Linked DNA regions of Mus musculus: region 1 is linked to region 2. A link is a contact called in public ChIA-PET data. All regions are on one chromosome and are shown on one strand. The core of a region is the stretch at or near the end of the contact, and the rest is flanking DNA. Distances in the headings are between cores, read along the strand shown. Region 1 has its middle 72 kb from the start of Gm39595. Region 2 overlaps Ncoa2 (nuclear receptor coactivator 2).

Evidence for each region. ChIA-PET counts read pairs in DNA pulled down with a chosen protein or histone mark.
Region 1: an RNA polymerase II ChIA-PET map of memory CD8 T cells shows a contact between it and region 2, with 88 read pairs. The contact joins two enhancer-like sites. A contact is called at or near these places in 4 of 15 datasets of contacts at CTCF or cohesin (the G1E-ER4 cell line, large pre-B cells, pro-B cells and 1 more), 31 of 484 Hi-C or Micro-C datasets (the AtT-20 cell line, B cells, the BV-2 cell line and 18 more), 8 of 115 datasets of contacts at active chromatin or transcription factors (T-cell acute lymphoblastic leukemia, Th17 cells, bone marrow-derived macrophages and 4 more) and 3 of 9 other capture datasets (adipose tissue, liver and pancreatic islet).

Annotation. Positions count from the first base shown.
Region 1 is chr1:13,493,550-13,496,249 of GRCm38.p6, reverse strand. No RefSeq gene overlaps it. Among named protein-coding and RNA genes, the nearest start is that of Gm39595, 72 kb to the right of the region's middle. Within about 2 kb of position 1,304, at least 21 of the 459 cell types and tissues checked have an H3K27ac peak or open chromatin away from gene starts, as enhancers often do. A contact at or near this core is called in CD8 T cells, Th1 cells, memory CD8 T cells and 1 more, where this site is marked.
Region 2 is chr1:13,161,298-13,163,997 of GRCm38.p6, reverse strand. Ncoa2 (nuclear receptor coactivator 2) reads left to right here. Exons shown (of 23, transcript NM_008678.3): 14 at 1,710-1,925. Among named protein-coding and RNA genes, the nearest start is that of Prdm14, 35 kb to the right of the region's middle. Within about 2 kb of position 1,442, at least 74 of the 459 cell types and tissues checked have an H3K27ac peak or open chromatin away from gene starts, as enhancers often do. A contact at or near this core is called in CD8 T cells, Th1 cells, memory CD8 T cells and 1 more, where this site is marked.

The sequences.
Region 1 (2,700 bases), core at 55-2,554, 330 kb before region 2:
GCTATTATACCAGAGAACACAAGAGGATGAAAATCAGTTTATTCCATCAGACTAAAATAAATCATATGATGATATTAATCGATGCAGAAAAAAAGCATTCAACCAAATCCAAGTCATTTATGTTTGAAGCCAAATTAGGGCTGCAGAGTCAGTCAGTGGTGGTGCACACCTTTGATCCTAGCAGGAGTAAATCCCAGAGAGGTGGATCTTTGTTGAGTTTGAGTCCAGTCTGGTCTACAAAGTGAGTTCTAGGACAGCCAGGACTACAGAGAGACCTTGTCTTGAAAAAACAAAACAAAACTTAGGACTACAGAAGAATTTCCTTGATTTGACACACAAAACTAGGAAGAAAAGTATGGGGTCAGAAAACAAGACTCTAAGGACACACAGGGGACAAGCTGCTCCTTGCAGCAAAGTTGCTAAACAGCAAGTGAAGCTGAGGCAAAAACAAACAAGCAAATAAACAGGTTAAAGAAAAGAATAAGAGGGACCAGAGAGGTGGCTCATCTGTTAAGAGCAATTGTTGCTCTTCCAGTAGACCTGAGTCCAGGTGCCAACACCCACGTGGTGGCTTCCAGCCATCTCTAACTCCAATTCCAGGGCATCTGAGACTCTTTTCTGATCTCTTCTGGCAGCAGACACGCATGCAGTGCACATACATGTATGTGTAGGCAAAATTCATACATAAAATAAAATAAATCTGAAATTTAAAAATCATTGGAGAAAAAAGGAAAAGAAAGTAAAGGATAAGCAAATAGAGGAAGAGGAGGAGGGGAAGAAGTTTTTGGGAAAGAAAAAGATCTATTTTTATTATCCAAAATTGAAAGTTATGGTTAAGATATCAGAAATTTCACTCTGGGATGAGTGTGATCTCTTGTGCTAGCTCAAACCAGAGAGCTCCGGATTCTTCTATTGGGAGAGTGCCTGCCTTTGTCTCAGGAAATAATTAGGAAGCTAAGAAGAATTAAACCCAAGATTTAGGGCTTACTAACTGCTGTCTCACAAGAACATGAAACCGAAGACCTTTAGCCCCTGGGAGTACTGATTACAACGTGATTAGCAGATTACTGTGAGATTAGCCGCCTTTTCCGCCTTTTCGCAGAAGTTGGTGGGAATCCTTCCAGGCAGTAAGGGACAGAGGTGGCAGATGGTTTTGTTATACCCACAGACACTTTAAAATGCAGAGTAAAGGACAGTCAGCTTTTCATTTTTATCTCCTTTTTAAAAAGCAGGGGGTGGGGAGAGAAGCTCTTGAAGGGAGAGGGAGCACCGCTTCTGCTTCCGGTTGGGGTTGGGTAGGTTTCTGGGACCTCCTCCGAGTGACCAGACTGCAACAACCTGTGCTCGCGGCTCCCAGACAATGAAACTTGACCGCTGGGGTGCTCATTTGAGCCTTTATACAGCAATGAAAGCCCTTTGAAAAGAATTTAAGATACGACCTAACCTACCTGGCTCAAGGTTGAGACATGCGCAGAAGGACACGGAGCATTTTGATGCTTACTCCCGTACTTGGATATGCAGATGACTTATTAATGATTGAGGCAGTAAAAGCCATCTTTTGAATGTTTGGGGCTTATGTCTTAGCAGTTGGTTGTAAAATCAGCTTCGGAGCAGCTCTTTGTGGGCTAGCACAGGCAAGTAGGAGCAAGTAATTGCCCTGGAAAGACCATTTTTCAAATGAACCAGTTGTGAGTGTACTTTTTTTTTTTTAAGTCAAAACAGTGAAAAATCAAATTGGAAATAGATGTAGCAGATAAGTTGGTGTCCTCTGGCAGATTTGGAAGCAATTTTATTATAGTGAATGTGTTATTAATCAAAACTGTTTCACATTGCTTTGAGCCGTATGGAAGTAATTCACTGTTTCCTTTACTGTCCATTTGCCATGTGTTTGAGGGAGCTGGCAACGTTCCCTTCCAAAGTTACCTTAATGAGCTGATTGAAGACAAGATTCTTTGCATGGCCACTGTGAGTGACATGGTTATCTTAATGTGTAAGAAGAATCTATGGGAAAAAAAAGGTGTCCAAAAAAAAAAAAAATCCCCAAACAGTTTTGTAATCCTCCAGCACACTTAGGAAGCACACATGCTCCCGGATTCCTAGTCAGCAGCTGCAAGCATCATTCTGTAATCTTTTGAAATCCTTCAGTGTGATGAAGAGACTTGGCTGCAGGGGGCTGTTCTAGTATATCAGGTGCTCCTGAGGGAAGCTGGTGTGAGGGAAGAGCCGGCATGTGAGAGACAAGAGCCAGTGTTTCCTGGACGATGTCCATAAATGTTTGTCATTCCATCTTCCTGCCTTAATTTCTTCACCTGAAAAAGCTATTAATAGGAATTGATGTTTATTGTGTCTGTCTCTATGTCAGACACGGTGTAAACCCTTCCGACAAGAGTTTTTCATCTTCAGCAAGACTCTTGTCAATGATATTATCATTCCTGTTTTATAGAGCAGCAAGCAGAATGGTGGTAATAAAATAGATCAAAATCTCCATAATGATTTATCATTAAAATGTAAGCTATGCCAGGAGTGGCACAGACTTGCTTGCAATCACACGAGAGACTTTCCCATTGGAGCTGGCTAGCTTGAGCTGCATAGCTAAGTTCTGTCTCCAAAAAGAGTAAAAATTTTTTTGTTTTTTAATATATAATCCAAGCTATCAAATAATTTGAGTCTTGCATAGAGGAAGAATGAAGGACCCCGATG
Region 2 (2,700 bases), core at 193-2,692:
ATTTTCGTTCACTGAAGATCAGAGCACTGCTCAAGGGGAAGTGATGGATGCTGCATTTCTGATTGCTAAGAGCGAATTCATGGGAAGTGTGAGCTATAGTGTGTCGGTTTATTCATTCAACAGATACTCACCCCTGCCTAATTACACACCTGTACTGACTCCCTCATTAAATTACAGATCCCTGAAAACAGTGCCATATTCACTCCATTACTCTTAAATAAAAGCACGACTCATAGATATATTGGTGATGAGAAACTCTTTAAAGAAAAGTAGCAGATGAGTGACTAGGAGTCGCTCCCTATCGGTGAATACAATGCTTACACTGTTGAAGTCTTGTATAGGACCTTGGGACCATGGGGACGGCCTCTGCATGTCCCAGAACCTAGTAGTGCCCAGGCTGTCAGGATCACATGGTATAAAGACCAGCACCATAGGGAACAGTGTCCATTCTTGCTGCACTGATACTGTTGAGTTTCAGGTGACTTCACCCTCCTCCTCTCGTCTTATTATGCTATTTAAATAGGTTGTTTTGAAACTAAAATGCCTTTCCACTTATCCACTTATAGATAAAATATAAATGGTTTTAAATATGTCTTAATATTGCAGTTTTTAACCCTAACTAATCACCCTTCTCCTTTTAACATCTCAGCACATCCCTCATTTCACACATGAGGAAACACCCATGTTCCATCTACATGTTCATTATACCAAATTTGCTTAACCGAAATAAAGTAATCTAAAGCAAGCCATAAATTTGAAAGCAAATCTTTATATCCCCTGTATCACGTTTCAGAACAAAGAGATGTTTCTGAGGCTTCTTCTTCAGTATGTCTTAGGCAGTGTTTGGCCACTGCCGTCACCTAGAGCCTGGACACTAATAGAACAGACCCTGAGTCCTGCCTGGTCATGTTGAGTTCTCATTGTTCCGTGTGATCAGATGCCAAGTGTAGATTTCCCTCACGCCTCTGCTAGCCCATTCTGCATCGGTGTGGCCTGGAATGCAGTGCTTCAGGAGGGTGGGACCCTTTGCTCAGGCACTGTGTCAGGAAAGTCTTTAACTTCCTGAGTGCTTAGAGGCTACCCTTGGTAAATTTTGAAATTTACTAAATTTTTTTTTTTGATGGAAGTTGTTGCTGAAGTATCCTGTCCATGCAGACGTATGCCTGTGGTGGGGCAGCTTCACTTGATGGTCACCCAGCGAACATGTCTGCATGCTCCAGAAGTGTAGCAGGCGCCGACCCCCTGAAAGGATGAGGATGCTCAGCTCTCTCTCGCAAAAGCTTTGCAGGATAGTCTCTGACTGGGGTCGATAATTTTGGGATTGATTATCAGTTCTTACCTTGTTCCTCCTCACCTTACCTCATCTCACCTCCCTTTTGGAAAGTAGAGCTCTGACGTATACGTCAGCTAATGTGATTCACTTCCTGAGGAAGGAAGTTGGGGTTATCCACTTGCCGCAGTGCCTGTTCTAATAAGTACATATGGGAACAGTTTTAACAGCTCTTCTGAGCAGATGCATGCTGTGAAAACTGTAGTAATCACCAACTCTTAGTTCTTAGCCCAGGGCCCACATCTGCCCTGGGGGAGTGTTTGCTGTTGAGCCAACTGCAGGTTACAGTCATGGTCTGAGTCTTGTAGGTAGGTCTGGCATGCGTGCATATGCTGTTTTCAATGTCTGCGTCTCTCAGTTTCCTCTGTCTTGGATGCAGGAATGATTGGCAGCAGCACTTCCCGGCCCAGCATGCCTTCTGGGGAATGGGCACCACAGAGTCCAGCTGTGAGAGTCACTTGTGCTGCTACCACTGGTGCCATGAACCGACCAGTCCAAGGAGGCATGATTCGGAACCCAACAGCCAGCATCCCCATGCGAGCCAACAGCCAGCCTGGCCAAAGACAGATGCTTCAGTCTCAGGTCATGAACATAGGTAAGGCTCCTTCCCTGCTGCCCTTACCCCGTGGTCCTTCAGGATGTGCAGTCCTCAATGGCATTTGCTAAAACCCTGTTAAATCATGGACTGATTACCTAATTTTAATTTGGAAGCAAAATACATTAAAATGTCACATTATAAATGCCACATATATAAAATGTCACATATATATGCATGTATATGGTAGTTTAAAGGCAACGAAATAGTTTGGTTGTACAGCCTCTATGTGGTCATCCTAAACCACTAATGCCCTCAGGCAGGCTGTGAAGTCAGCGTCTCCCTCAGCCTCATTGATAGTGCGACCACTCAAGAACATGACACAGCACCCAAGCATCTCTAGCATTCTAGCTGGAGGCAGTTCACATGTCACGGAAATGAATTTTTTGTGTACACTCCACAAAACCTTCATCATAGCTGCCTATAGCTGAAGGCCTGGAAGGAGGCAGGAAGTGAGTCCTGAGACAAGGGCTTCCTCTTCAGGTAAGTGAAAGTGCCTGAGTTGATGTGGTAGTGGTACACTCGAACACATTGACACCTACAGGATGCTGCACCTGAAGTCATGAGTTGTATGTATGATGAATGAATCATCAGGAAACTTGTTACTACATATTGATGTACACACTTAGAATCCTGAGCCTTGGGAGGTCCAGGCAAGAGTTCAGCATCCTCAGCTCCTTAGCAAGTCTGAGGCCTGACTGAGCTGAACAAGGCCCTGTCTCAAGGGAAAAAGATCAGTTGCCTATACAGCTCCTACTTGATATTATTTGTAACC